3 separate regions of the Mus musculus genome follow, and regions 1 and 3 are each linked to region 2. Evidence: chromatin contacts called from public promoter capture Hi-C data. All regions are on one chromosome and are shown on one strand. Each heading gives the region's core, a stretch centred on a gene start, on an enhancer-like site or on the middle of the called end of the contact. The rest is flanking DNA. Distances are from core to core; before and after follow the strand shown. Region 1 has its middle 40 kb from the start of Elovl2. Region 2 overlaps Gm32184 (a long non-coding RNA gene). Region 3 overlaps Elovl2 (elongation of very long chain fatty acids (FEN1/Elo2, SUR4/Elo3, yeast)-like 2).

Evidence for each region. Promoter capture Hi-C pulls out the DNA fragments that hold promoters and counts their contacts.
Region 1: a contact with region 2 is called in a promoter capture Hi-C map of liver, with 2.0 times the contacts expected there. The contact joins two enhancer-like sites. A contact is called at or near these places in 1 of 39 promoter capture datasets (liver) and 1 of 484 Hi-C or Micro-C datasets (liver).
Region 3: a contact with region 2 is called in a promoter capture Hi-C map of liver, with 1.6 times the contacts expected there. The contact joins two enhancer-like sites. A contact is called at or near these places in 1 of 39 promoter capture datasets (liver) and 1 of 484 Hi-C or Micro-C datasets (liver).

What each region holds. Positions count from the first base shown.
Region 1 is chr13:41,178,087-41,182,222 of GRCm38.p6, reverse strand. No RefSeq gene overlaps it. Among named protein-coding and RNA genes, the nearest start is that of Elovl2, 40 kb to the left of the region's middle. Within about 2 kb of position 2,387, at least 1 of the 459 cell types and tissues checked has an H3K27ac peak or open chromatin away from gene starts, as enhancers often do. A contact at or near this core is called in liver, where this site is marked.
Region 2 is chr13:41,581,506-41,585,779 of GRCm38.p6, reverse strand. All of the region lies in intron 1 of Gm32184 (a long non-coding RNA gene), which reads left to right. Among named protein-coding and RNA genes, the nearest start is that of Tmem170b, 22 kb to the left of the region's middle. Within about 2 kb of position 1,844, at least 99 of the 459 cell types and tissues checked have an H3K27ac peak or open chromatin away from gene starts, as enhancers often do. A contact at or near this core is called in liver, where this site is marked.
Region 3 is chr13:41,193,565-41,197,705 of GRCm38.p6, reverse strand. It overlaps Elovl2 (elongation of very long chain fatty acids (FEN1/Elo2, SUR4/Elo3, yeast)-like 2), which reads left to right. Exons shown (of 8, transcript NM_019423.2): 2 at 508-571; 3 at 2,872-3,059. Among named protein-coding and RNA genes, the nearest start is that of Elovl2, 25 kb to the left of the region's middle. Within about 2 kb of position 1,570, at least 5 of the 459 cell types and tissues checked have an H3K27ac peak or open chromatin away from gene starts, as enhancers often do. A contact at or near this core is called in liver, where this site is marked.

The DNA of each region.
Region 1 (4,136 bases), core at 1,138-3,637, 400 kb after region 2:
ATAAAAATATATCATGATGCACTATATATATTATAGTACAGTAACTATACCATAGCACACTACACTATGCAATGGGAGCACAAGTGACATTGGTTACCAATACTCTGGGCACCTGCAGTGTCAGCGGCGATTTCTTCTCAGGAGCTGAAGCAGGGCCACAGTCTACTGTTTGTCAGCACAGAGGCTACACTGATCCACCACAATGAAGACCCCAAGGCTGGAAGTAGCCTCAATAGTTATGCTCAAAATCTGACCTAAAATTGCTTCCATCCCAAGGTAGAAATGGTAAGGGCAAGGGAGTTAGGAAGGCAGGGTCAGGGAAGGGCAGAAGGAACTTGGAATGAGTGGGGACTAGAGTTTAGGGAGAGGGTGAACATTTTGAAGAGCCTTTTTTCACTTCATGATTTTTAAGATGTGGTTGGGATAAATCTCATTCAAACTTTGTTTTTAAAACTAAAAGGCAAGGAGGGGTGACCCATCCCTGCAATCCCAGCACAAAGAAAGCTGAGGCAGGAAGATGTCTCCGAGTTAAAGCCACTTTAGGATACAGGAGGTTGGTTCCTAGAAAATTTGGCTGTCTCCAAAAATACATAATATACCCTATGTTTCTGTGATAAGTTACCTACTGCAAATTAAAGTGTTTTGTAATAAACATCTAACGTCTCTTTAACACTCCATTTGAAGAGAAGCTTCAGCATATATTTTTATTGTTGAAGGCCTTCTTCCAAGTCACATGACTGTCACATATTTGAGCTCCTTTCTGAGACAGGTAAGAAAACATTCACTCTTACAGACTATAGTCACCTAAATATCCCTTGGCCTTTAGTAAATGTGACTTGGTCATGGAGTGGAGCAGTATAAGTCATTTTCCAACAAGGCACAAATTCTTAAAGAGTCCACAACCTCCTCCAATCATGTCTCAAGCTGAGCATCAACTATTTAAACACATTAGCCTATGGGAGACATTACATCCAAGTCATACCGAAGCCTTTATTTTTCAAACGTAGTTTACTTACAGATTTTTAGATTAACTTCTAAAATGTCATATTTAATAAAAGGTTTTTATCAAATAAAATCAAATCAATGCTGTATATAATGTTATGCACTGTAGTAGAGACAAAATTATCCAGATGAATATGTGCCTTTATGACATCAGCCGGTGTCAGGATTTAGCCTCACCTGCCTTACATCAGGACTCTGCTGGCAATCCTGTATCACTGTTCACGGTAAGGTAAAGGTAAGGACCAGGTGAGTTAGAGAGGCAGAAACAAAGTTTGAAGAGAGGTCCGAGGCAGCTTTGGCTCCTGTCACCCCAGAAAATAAACTCAAAACATACTTCCCTGTAAAACACTCTGGTCACTTATTGTCTCCAACCTTATGCACAGAAAATTTGCCAAGAGCCCTGAGCCCCGGGAAGGACTGTCTTTATTCTTTCCTAGCCACAGAAAGGGGATGGTGCAGGAGCTGGGAGTGGGGGAGGTCTCCGAGAGGATAGGGTCCTCCATGCTGAACTGCTGGGCTTACATTTAGATGCTCAAAAGCCAGGAGGCACCATGCTACATGCCAGCCAGTGAGCAGAGTTGCCAGGACAGAGCTGATACTTAGAAAAGCTGCTGCCGGAGATCAAAGGTCAGACGCTGCACCTGACAAGCTGTTTTTCCTGTTTATTGGTATAAGTGTTTAATTCAATTGATCTCTTCAGAATGGCATTCCCTTGCCGGGGGACAACATCGACACTGCATCTTCAACCAAGCTCAGAGAAGTCTCGGTGGTTTTTTTCAAAGACGCGTCCCCAGTGCTCAAGCTCACGGTTTAATTAGCCATCTTTCATCTAAGTAGCGTCTAAATCAGCTCTTTAATTCCCTTGCCTACCATGGTTGCTCTTCCATTCCTCTGGTGGGCTTAAGTCTCAAAAGTTCCCGCACACTCGCATTTTGAACACCTGTCTTCTGTCTGGTGGCACTATTTTAGGGCAGTGGCTTTCAATCTGTGGATCATGATCCCTTGGGAGCTGAGCCCTTTTCACAGGGATGGCCTAAGACCATTGGAAAATACAGGCATTTGTATTATGATTCATAAATTATCAAAATTACAATGATAGAGTAGCAATGAGATGATTTCATGGTTGAGGCCACCACAATATGAGGAACTGTAAAGGGTCACAGCACTAGAAAGGTTGAGAAACACTGTCTTAGGGCATTGTGGTACCCTTAGGAGATGGAAGCTATCTGATAGACGTAAGCCACTGGGCCTGGGCCTTTGAAGGACTGAGCCTGGCTCGTGGTCTAGATGTTTATTACTTCCTTGTATGTGATACGAAGGGTAGACCTGCCACTGAACTCTCCCATGCTCTTCCCACCAGGCTGGACTGACTCCCAGAAAACAATAGCTGAAGCCAACCTTCCTGTTTCTGTCATGCACTTGGCTCAAAGCAATGCTAACACAGCTAACATACTCGGGAAGTGCTTCGCAGTCAAAGCCTTCATCCTGCCAATAGCCTCTCCTAATATACTGGATTCCATTGCAAAAATTCACAACTTCCCAAGCCACTGAGTTCACTTCATCATTCCCTACCAGATGTTCTCACCTACAGAGTCAGCCCTCCCAGTCACATGAGTGAAGGCAGGCTAGTGTGGGCCCAGACAAACCTCCCTTCCCTAGAATACTCTTGCAGTTTTATGGTCTTGAGCAAATTCTTGTTCTTTGGGATTTTTTGGTTTTCTGCTGTGGTTCTTATAGCCACATTTCTCTCTCTTCTGCATCCTAAGAAAACTGTCCTTATCCTGAAAGATCTATTTCAAATAGTACCTCTCCTCTAGAAAACCATTCCTGATTTTTCCACCCAGTAAAAATGACCACCCTTTTCTTGTGACTTCGCCAAGGGCCAGTTATTCCTGACAATGTGTGGCACACGCAGGGTCATCTGGATGCTCTTTTGTCCTCCTCAGATAAGTTATTAGAATCTACAGTCACATCTTACTACATATTCTGGCTTCTTCATATGCTAAACTCAAGGCTTTTTCTAGAAAACAGTGCTCAAATGTGTGCTCCCTAGTTATAGGAAGTCGCATGTGCTCATAGACGTCCATCAGGAACAGCAGTGAAACCCACAAAATATTGTGTCATCAGAAGAGGTGAGCCTTGAACTGGGTTTGTCTAACTGAAGTGAGATCAATTAACCACACTAACTGATCCCCTTTGAAAGATTTTATTTCCAATTGTGAAGTGTGTTCTTATAAGTAAAACCTTGGCAATGCACTAAAGCATATTTTGTTAAATGTTATTAAAAAATCCATCAACAATTCAATTAAGGTTACATATATTTGCATTAGGGAAAAAAACTACAAACTAATATGCTAACTATAACATAGCTCACTGTGTTATAACGAAAACATATTGCTCAGTGAATGGTCTCTACTGATCCAAACACACACCTTTCTGACTTTGTAAGTGCACTTAAATTACTTAAAAAGTAATTTAATATTATATGAATTCAAATGCCCCAGTGTACATGCAGCCCTCACAGACTTAGTAGTGATCTCACGAGGAATATTCCTCCACAGTTGACATTGTGCTTTGGGGTAGAGGGCCTGGAGAAATGGAGGAATCTGAAGAGCAAAAAATAGCCTCCCGCCTTATAATTTCATGCCCAGTGGTTTTCATCTACTCTCTCTTCAGATTACTTTTCCTTTAAGGGGGTTTATGAAATAATCCCTACGCCGGAGCTGCTGAATTTCTGGTTTCTACAAAACTTGAAAGCATTCTTCAAATAAAATAGATCTGTACGAGAAGTAAGCCACTTGGAATTGATGAACATCTTGAATCTTTCTATTACTGGACCGAAGTTTGAATAGGAAGGTTAGTTTTTATGAACAGTTGGATAGAACAGAACAAGCTCCGAACCCGCCCTATCCTGCCCTATCCCACCGTAGCTCAGCAGCTGCTAAGGGCTGTTTGCTGCTGAGCAGAGCTCCGAAGGACAGCTCTTGGGCCAAGGCACCCCAGACTCCATCTCCATCTTCCTCCCAGGCTGTTGCACGCCTGGTGAAAAAGGAAATGGAAAAGATCATGAGTCAAGCCGCAACCAGCACACATCTTGGGCCCTCGAAACTCACAGCCAACAAGACCATCACTCT
Region 2 (4,274 bases), core at 595-3,094:
ACAATTACCATTTGTTGTAAAGGCTGCCATCATGGAGACAACACAAATGCCTTGTGTTGAAGTACCAAGAGCCCAGGTTTAAGGCCTGAATCAATCTCTCTCTCTCTCTCTCTCTCTCTCTCTCTCTCTCTCTCTCTCTCTCTCTCTCTCTGTCTCTCTCTGGTGAGTAAGGCAAGCATCTTTTACCTCATCAGTTCAGGCCTCTCTGTGCCCATTCAGGCTTCTTAGCAAACTTTTGGAGATGGTAGCTTCCCATCCCACCCAAATACTTTGACTATCATAAAGCAAAAGCAACAAGCATCAGCTTTGTCTCAGAGAATCACAGGCCCATGTGCTCAGGGGTGTCTTGTCTTTCTTTCTGAGTGCCTCTCTGTTTCTTCTTTTGGAAGGGTCTGAAAGTCGCTGAAGGAAGTCCCCAGACTCAGATAGTATGCAAAAACAGAGAACATTTATTCTGCAGAAACCAGCATGCAGGGGTCAACTGTTCTTGGAAATGGCGAGCCCAGACAAAGGCAAGCAGGCCTTCTTAAAGGGAATTAGGGAAATTTTCTAGAAGGATTAGGTAATCTAAACTTTCATTAGTGGGTGCTAGGGGGTCACAGATAGTCAGTGGTCTGCATTCCTATGTCGTGAATATTTAACCATGGGGTGAGATAGGGCTGCCCAGCACAGATTCTGAGATAAGATATTCTCCCATTCGTGTGGTTAGCAGCAAGCTCTTCCTTGGGAGGGGGTTTTATGACCTTGTTCCTGGATTTTATGGTCTGTTCCCTTATGGCCTAGTTCCTGGGACTTATGATCTGTTCCTGGAGCTGGCGCCTTATGGTCTTCTTTTCAAATTCAGGCCTGGTCCTTAAAGGGAAACAAATGGAGTTTATGTTGTCCTTTCAGTTTTTTATTTGGGGAAGGGAGTTTGAGACAGGGGTTCTGTAGGTAGCTTTGGCTGGATCACTGTGCACACCAGGGTACCTCAAACTCTCAGAGATCTGCCTGCCTCTGCCTCCTGAGTGCTGGGATTAAAAGCCTGTGGCACCAGACCACCCTTCTGCTCTCTCTCTCTCTCTCTCTCTCTCTAAAGATCAGTGCTTAAATGTATATCACATGTATATTAAGATATCTTTACTAAATTCCAACTCAGCACCATAAACTGGCCTGTCCTCTGAAGTTGTTTTCTTCATTGAAGTGATGAATCTTGGTTTAGCACAAGTAGAGGTCCCAAAACATGTTAGGGTAACTCCTTGATCTGCTGCGGGTGATGCTGGGCTTCCTGACAACGTCCCCACAAATGCTGACAATTTTCTTTTGTGGTTTTGATTCCACTGTTAAGATGTTTCTATTTGTTCATTCATTGTAAGTGTTCCTTTGAGTCCGCACACTGGTTATAATAGCACTTTATATCCTTAAATGTTAATTCCTGTGTCTGTGTCTTCATCCTATCACACTTGCCTTTTAAGACAAATTGTGTTTAGTGACATTTTCCTGTGTCTCTCTAAGTCTAGAAATGCGGAGTCCTTTGGACTGTAGTGTGAATTATCATTTGGATCAGTTGGCGCATAGTGTGACTGATTTTTAGGACTGGTTTCTGTTCAGTCAATCTGTGTGTGTTGATTTTTTGTTTTTACTCTTTGAAGCAGGGTTTTGTGTATCACAGGTGAGCTCAAACTCACTATATAGCTAAGGAGGGATCCTGAACTTCCAGTTTTTCTGCCTCTACCTATTGATTGCTGGGACTACAGGCCTGTATGGTATACCATCGACATTTATGTGGTATGGCATGAACCCAGGCCTTCACACACACTAGGCCATCACTCTACTAACTGGGCTAAATCCCCAGCCCTGTTTTTGACGTAAGGCAAGCAATTAGTTTCACTTTCATTTGATCACCGGCTATGTTTTTCCTGAAATGGGACAGCTTGAAACTCTGTTTAGTTCTTGCAGACTTAGCTGGCCTGTCCGACGTCCTCTCTATGCACAGATAGTAACAGAATGAACCCAGTCTGGGCCAGGCTAATCTACAGGACACCCTGCCCATGTGGTGGCCAGGGCTTCTTCCTGCCCAGACTTTCTCTTCTCCTTCTCCAGTTACCATGGTTTCCCAAATCCTGTTCCATAGCCAAGTCAGTAAGACTGGATTTCTTTTAGAATTTTACCCACTGTGACTAAGGCCCACCCGCAGACAAATATTTGTGTCAAAAAAGGAATCATCCTGCACCATTTCCTTCTTTCAAGTATAAATGTATTTCCAGCTTCTTTCAAACCTGTTGGTGTCTTCAGATTCTTGTAACTTCTATTTTGTGTTGAGATTATAGTCACCATCTGGCAATGGGCTGACCTGATAAAAGCGACTTCTTAATTACTGGAAACTAACTCGAAGTAACATTTTATTTACCAAGAAGTTAGTACTTTATTAATTTTTCTCACTAACTAAATGTAGTAGGCACCTGGTATTTATACTACATAAAATAATTTTCTCTACCCCCAAAATATTTATTAATTTATTTATTAATCACTCACTTCTGAGCATATTCCATGTCATAAGCACTGGTTGCATAAAAGTAGGTGAATTTCAGCCTTCTCTGACTCAGAGTCTAACGATGTACTGTATGTTACCAGTAATTGCCAGCTCGCACTTGGTGAATTATAGGTCCAAGGATATATATGGTTTCTGCTGCTACTGTTTTTATTTAAAGACAAGCCAAACAGCTCTAGACATGACTTCAAAGCGACTGCAGAATCAAATGTCAGTACATGCAGCCCCTCCCTTTTCCAAGAGAGTCAATGGCTCCAAAGAAATGGATCTGGCAACAAGCTTGACTACCTGCACATTTAGACAACTGAAAATAGTAAATCGCAGCTGTCAGGATATCAACCGTGAACTTCAGAAACGTTTCTGCCTAATAACATCTGGACAGGCAGCCTATATTTCCTTTTAAATAGCTTTAGAACTGAAGGCCTTAATATATAAAGTGAAAATGATTTAGTAACTCTCTCTGTCCTCCACCCAGTTCCGCAGTGATAAAAGAAGCCCACGTCTCTGTAAACAGTCACAGGAACATAATGATTTATTAGCATTCCAATTTCTGCCTTCTGTTTCTTTTCATGTCTTGACAATTCATGTCATAACTCCCTTAGTTGGCAGACGTAATGAGCAGATCTTTAAACCTGACACACTCCCTTATTTAAAAGCTACAAGCTATTTGTTCTGATGGAATTTTTATGACATACATTTACTGATACTTCAGTACATTCTAGGTCAGCGGTTCTCAACCTGTGAGTCAAAATCACTTTGGGGTGGGGGGGGGAACACATATCAGATATTCTGTGTATCAGATATTTAGATTATGATTTGTAATAATAGCAAAATTGAAATTATGAAGTAACAACAAAACAACTTCATGTTGGGGTCACCCCAACACGAGGAACTGTATTAAATGGTCAAAGCATTAGAAAACTTGAGAACCACTGTTCTAGATATTGGTTCAAAAGGGAACCTCAAAGTTGAAAAGATAGAGTCCCTTTCTCTAATGAATTGTATTTTAGTTAATATATTCTATAGAGAAATAATTGTAATTATTGTCTATTAACTGGATGTCAAAGGTACAAATGGAGATTATCCTAGACTTTCTTCCAAGGAGGTTAAATTTAGTATGCTATTAGAAACATACAAAAATTAAAAGGTCATTCAATTAAACACTTATGATTCAAGAATTTCAAGGCATGTAATTTTTGCCTTAGAAAGTATCAAGAAAAACTGAGCTAGATAGTGAGTTTGTTTTCCCTGCCATATAAGCCCAAGACATGTTTTTATGAATCCTAGACATTTATGTAAACACACACACACACACACACACAGAGAGAGAGAGAGAGAGAGAGAGAGAGAGAGAGAGAGAGAGAGAGAGAGAGATGAGAAAATGAGTGGGCTTTTCAGCTGTTGAGAAAGAGTTGTATGTAGAAATATGTGAAGTGACTGTACCTGGCAACATTTGATACATTTTAAAATATTATTATAAACTCCTGGTTTTGATAATGGAACATACTCCATTTTTAAAATTCTCTAGATTATACACACACACACACACACACACACACACACACACACGGTTTCCAACATAAAGTGAAATTCCAGGTAAATAGTAAAATTACACCCTTTGAACCCATCGGAGAAGTATGGTTTTAGCATATTCAAGAAGCCTGGAATTTAAAGAAAGCTGGGCCCTCAAAAGAATGAAAACACTAGCATATTTGAATCACAGCAGGAAAAAATGAAAAGTTGG
Region 3 (4,141 bases), core at 321-2,820, 390 kb after region 2:
GTTTTGTGCAGACATAAAGGTGATAGAAAAAGAGTTCTAATGCTCAGGTTCTTTCTGGACCGGAAAAGCCCACGTCCTTTAAAGCTGCAGGTTTGGCTCTGTAAAGCCTAGAACTGCCGAGTCCCTGGGGAAAACCGCCTGTGTCCCAGGCCACAGACTCCCCATTCCTACAGAACCTTTCACTGCAGCCATGAAAGCTGCTTATGAAACAGCTTTGCCTGTAAGCGTTTGAGAAGCGAATGGAATTGAGGTGAGTGACCCCATGTGTCTAAGTCCTCCGCCTGTTTTGGGACTCTTCTTACTGAGGAAACACAAAGGGTTGTTTCCTCCACAGTCTTTGCAAGTTGGTTACGGCAAGGCTGTGCGTGCTTCCTGTCCTCTCTCAAGTCTGCAGTCCCAGACCCTGAAGCTGAAGCTAGCATATATTCAGGAGCGACAGGTTGGTGACGTTGAGTTTTGTTTTTTGTTTTTTTTTTTAAAGGCTGCTTAATTTTCCCTGTCTTTCAGGAGCAGCTGAAGGCCTTTGATAATGAAGTCAATGCTTTCTTGGACAACATGTTTGGACCACGAGGTGAGTAAACCAATTGGGAACATGCTGGAAGCTGTCATTTGCGTGTAGAAAAGCAGTGTTATCTCTGGGGTTCTGTGAACAGGGCAGCATCTATCCTTATGAACTGGAGGCTGCCTTCCAATAGGTGGCCCTTTCCCAGAATAGAGGAAGCCCAGTTCCTTCTGCATCACTGTGTCTCCTGGGATGAGGGGCAGGCGAAATGTCATGTTTTCCTCCAGGGTACCAACTCTGAAGCCTGGTGGCCTGTGTCACCCACCAGTCTCCAGTCACAGCCCATCTTCCTCGCTCTCGTGGACACAGCCACTCCAGACATCCTTTCACTCTTCACATATGCAGACATGTTTTATTTGCTGCTTTCCTGGGCCTGGAATCTCTCCCTCCTGTTTTCCTCTTTCCCCTTCTGGTCAGCTCCTTCTGCTGCAGACCCCAGCTGAAGGCTGTCTTTCTTGGGTGACTTCCTCTCTGCTACACCTCATTACTCTAGTCTCTTCATCCCTCTCCTGTGCAGGCTTCCTGGTTGACATGGGGATGCCAACAGCTCGGGAACAGAGGAACTGGTATTTCTGACTGGGTGATGTCTAGACAGATGTTTTGCCTCATTTGGGCATGGGTTGTTTGACAAGCCTGTGGGAAATCCTTTGTTTCAACAAGGTGTGTCCCCAAGACTGTGAAGATGGGGAGAGAGGCCGAGGTTGTCCTTCTTCTCACAGCTTGGAGCTCATTTGAACCATTTCCCAGTTTCTGATGAGGCTCTGGAACCTGTTCTAAGCGAATGGTGGTTTTATAGAAATTGTGCGGTTTGAGGGGTTGTTTCATTCTTTCCCCTTGAGGGTCCTTCGTGGTGGGCCAGCAGTCTGTAACCTCTGCTCTCTCTGCTTGCAGTTCTAGTGACATGGGGGGAGGAACTGGCCCAGAGTGGAGGGCATAACCTCTTGCTTAGGCAGGAGGCCACAGGAGCTGTGCATTCTTGGGGACCACAGCTTTCTGTTTAATTCTCTCAGCAGAGTTAAACATTGATTTCTGCACTAAGTTCACACTGAACTTTGCTGTTGATAGATTGGTGGGAGCTGGAGTTGATGTAGCCTTGGGGTCAGCTGGGGCTATCTGTTCCATGGAAGCTTTGTAAGTTTAAAGATGTGTGTGTGTCTGTCTGTCTGTCTGTCTGTGTATTTCTCTCTGTGTGTATCTGTATATGTGTGTGCATGTGTGAGCTTCTGTGCACTGTGTATGTACAGGAGCCTGCAGAGATCACAATAGACATTGGAGCCTCTAGACCTGGAGTCACCAACGGTCATGAGTAGCCCTGTGGGTGCTGGGCACTGAACCAGAGTACTCTGCAAGAACAAGTGCTCTTAACCTCTGAGCCGTCTATCCAGCCCTTAAGTATCAGGTTTTCTTTTGTTCTTGGTTTTGAGACAGGGTCTTTATTATATATACAAGGCTAGTCTAGAAAAAAAAGATCTGCCTGCCCCTACCTCCCAAATGCTGGGATTAAAGATGTATATAGCACTCTCTGCCCATGAAAACTTTTGATTTTATTTTTTCTGCTTTTAATTGTGAGTATATGAATATGTACAGTAAAGGTCAGATGCCTGTGGTGTCCATTCACATGAAGTTGGATAACCACTGAATCATCTCTTAAGCCCCATGAAAACTTAACTGTGCAGCCGGCTGAACTCCAGCTTGCTTAACTCAGAATCCTTTTGTTCTCCCTCCCCCTTTGTGTGTGTGTGTGGTGCCCTTATCTGAAGTTTGTTCTGTAGTTTCTGTTACCCACAATCTACTATACTCCCCAAAAAAAATTTTAATGGAAAATTTCAGAAGTAACAATTTGTGTGTTTAAAACTACCTTCTGTTTTAAGTAGCACATCCTTTGTGGAACCTGAAATTATCCCTTTGTCCAGTGTGTCCATGTCAAGACTGCAGTAGCACAGGGCTTGTATCAAAGTAACACCTGCTTTAGAGATGCTAGCCATGGTTCCCACAGAGAAATCCATATACGGCATTCTTTAAGTGAAAAGATGGAAGTTCCCAACTGAATAAGAAAACTTCCAATGCTGAGGTTGCTGAGAAAGAACCAGGGTGTCTGAGAATTTGTTCAGGGAAAAGCAACTTGACCTGTTTATGTGAGTTCATCTCAAACACCGAGTACTCGGTGAGGACGGGGCTTGTGTTCACGGAGACCGTGGGGCGTGCACCATCGATGGGGACGCCCGTTGCACAGATGAGTATGTGTGTTAGAGTTGCTAATTACAGGGACATCCCTCCTTGGGCTCCTCACCGTAAGCATTTCTTTACAGATTCTCGAGTTCGCGGGTGGTTCCTGCTGGACTCTTACCTTCCCACCTTCATCCTCACCATCACGTACCTGCTCTCGATATGGCTGGGTAACAAGTACATGAAGAACAGGCCTGCTCTGTCTCTCAGGGGCATCCTCACCTTGTATAACCTCGCAATCACACTTCTTTCTGCGTATATGCTGGTGGAGGTAAGTGGCTGTGGCCTGCACTCTGGCTTGCTTCACTCAGCACGCATCTGAGTTTGAGAACTGGTTAGGTGGACCTTCCAGAGCTGTGCAAGGTTGCAGTTACTGCTTCTCTACCCTGCCAGAACCTGAGAACGTTGTTCTCGCACTGATGCTCTGCCTATCCAAAGTGTCAGAAGCCCTTGTTCAACTTGAGTTTGGGCCTATTTCTGTGTTCCTTAGCCAAATTAAAATTAGAATCGTGACTTGGCTTGAAAGGGCTTTGGAAGGTCATGTCTTATACTTTTCTTCCTTTATATACAGTATGAATCTAAGGCTTAGAAGAGTACTCTGTATTGTAAAGGTCAAGTTTCACATGCAGTTAGTGTACAAGTTCATGTACAGAGATGCAGATGCTCCCGTGCAGAGTCCTACCCAGTCTTTGGAATGTGCTGGCAAGGCTGGCTTGACGCTAGTCGGCTCCAGCTGCCTACAAGCCTTCACCCTTTAGCTGCTTCTCAGCCTGCACAGCATCAAACCAAAGGCAGAGGCAATGGCCACTTTGCCCAATACCAGGAGAAATCTGAAAGTATTCAACTTGCTCTAGCAAAAAATAAAGAAGAGACAAAACCAGTCATTTTTAAGGAAAAATTAGGATGAAGCCACCCATCCATAAAGGTTATAAATGGGTAGTAATGATGCACCATGTCGGACTTTCCCACTGTCCATGAGTTTTAAAAGGCGGTACATGCTTGTCTTAAAATGCAGGTTTCTCACTGTGACCTAACTTGTGCACTAGCTAATGTTCGCCATGTTAATAGTAGCCATTAGCTATTGCCATAGTGACTGAAATGAAGTGCTGGTGGGTGGAATCTGTGGAGAGAGAAGCTGTATAAACAGTCTCAGTATCTTAGCACACAGGGGCCACTACGTCTTCTGACACAGAAAGACAACTGTAGGTTCTTTATTAAAGTGTATTTAGTATAGTAGGTGTAAGCTGGTCAGATAAAGTGATGGATTTAGTTCTTCTAACACAGACTTTTTCTATGTAGCACTGGCTCTCCTGGAACTCACTATATAAACCAGGTTGGCCTTGAATTCATGAG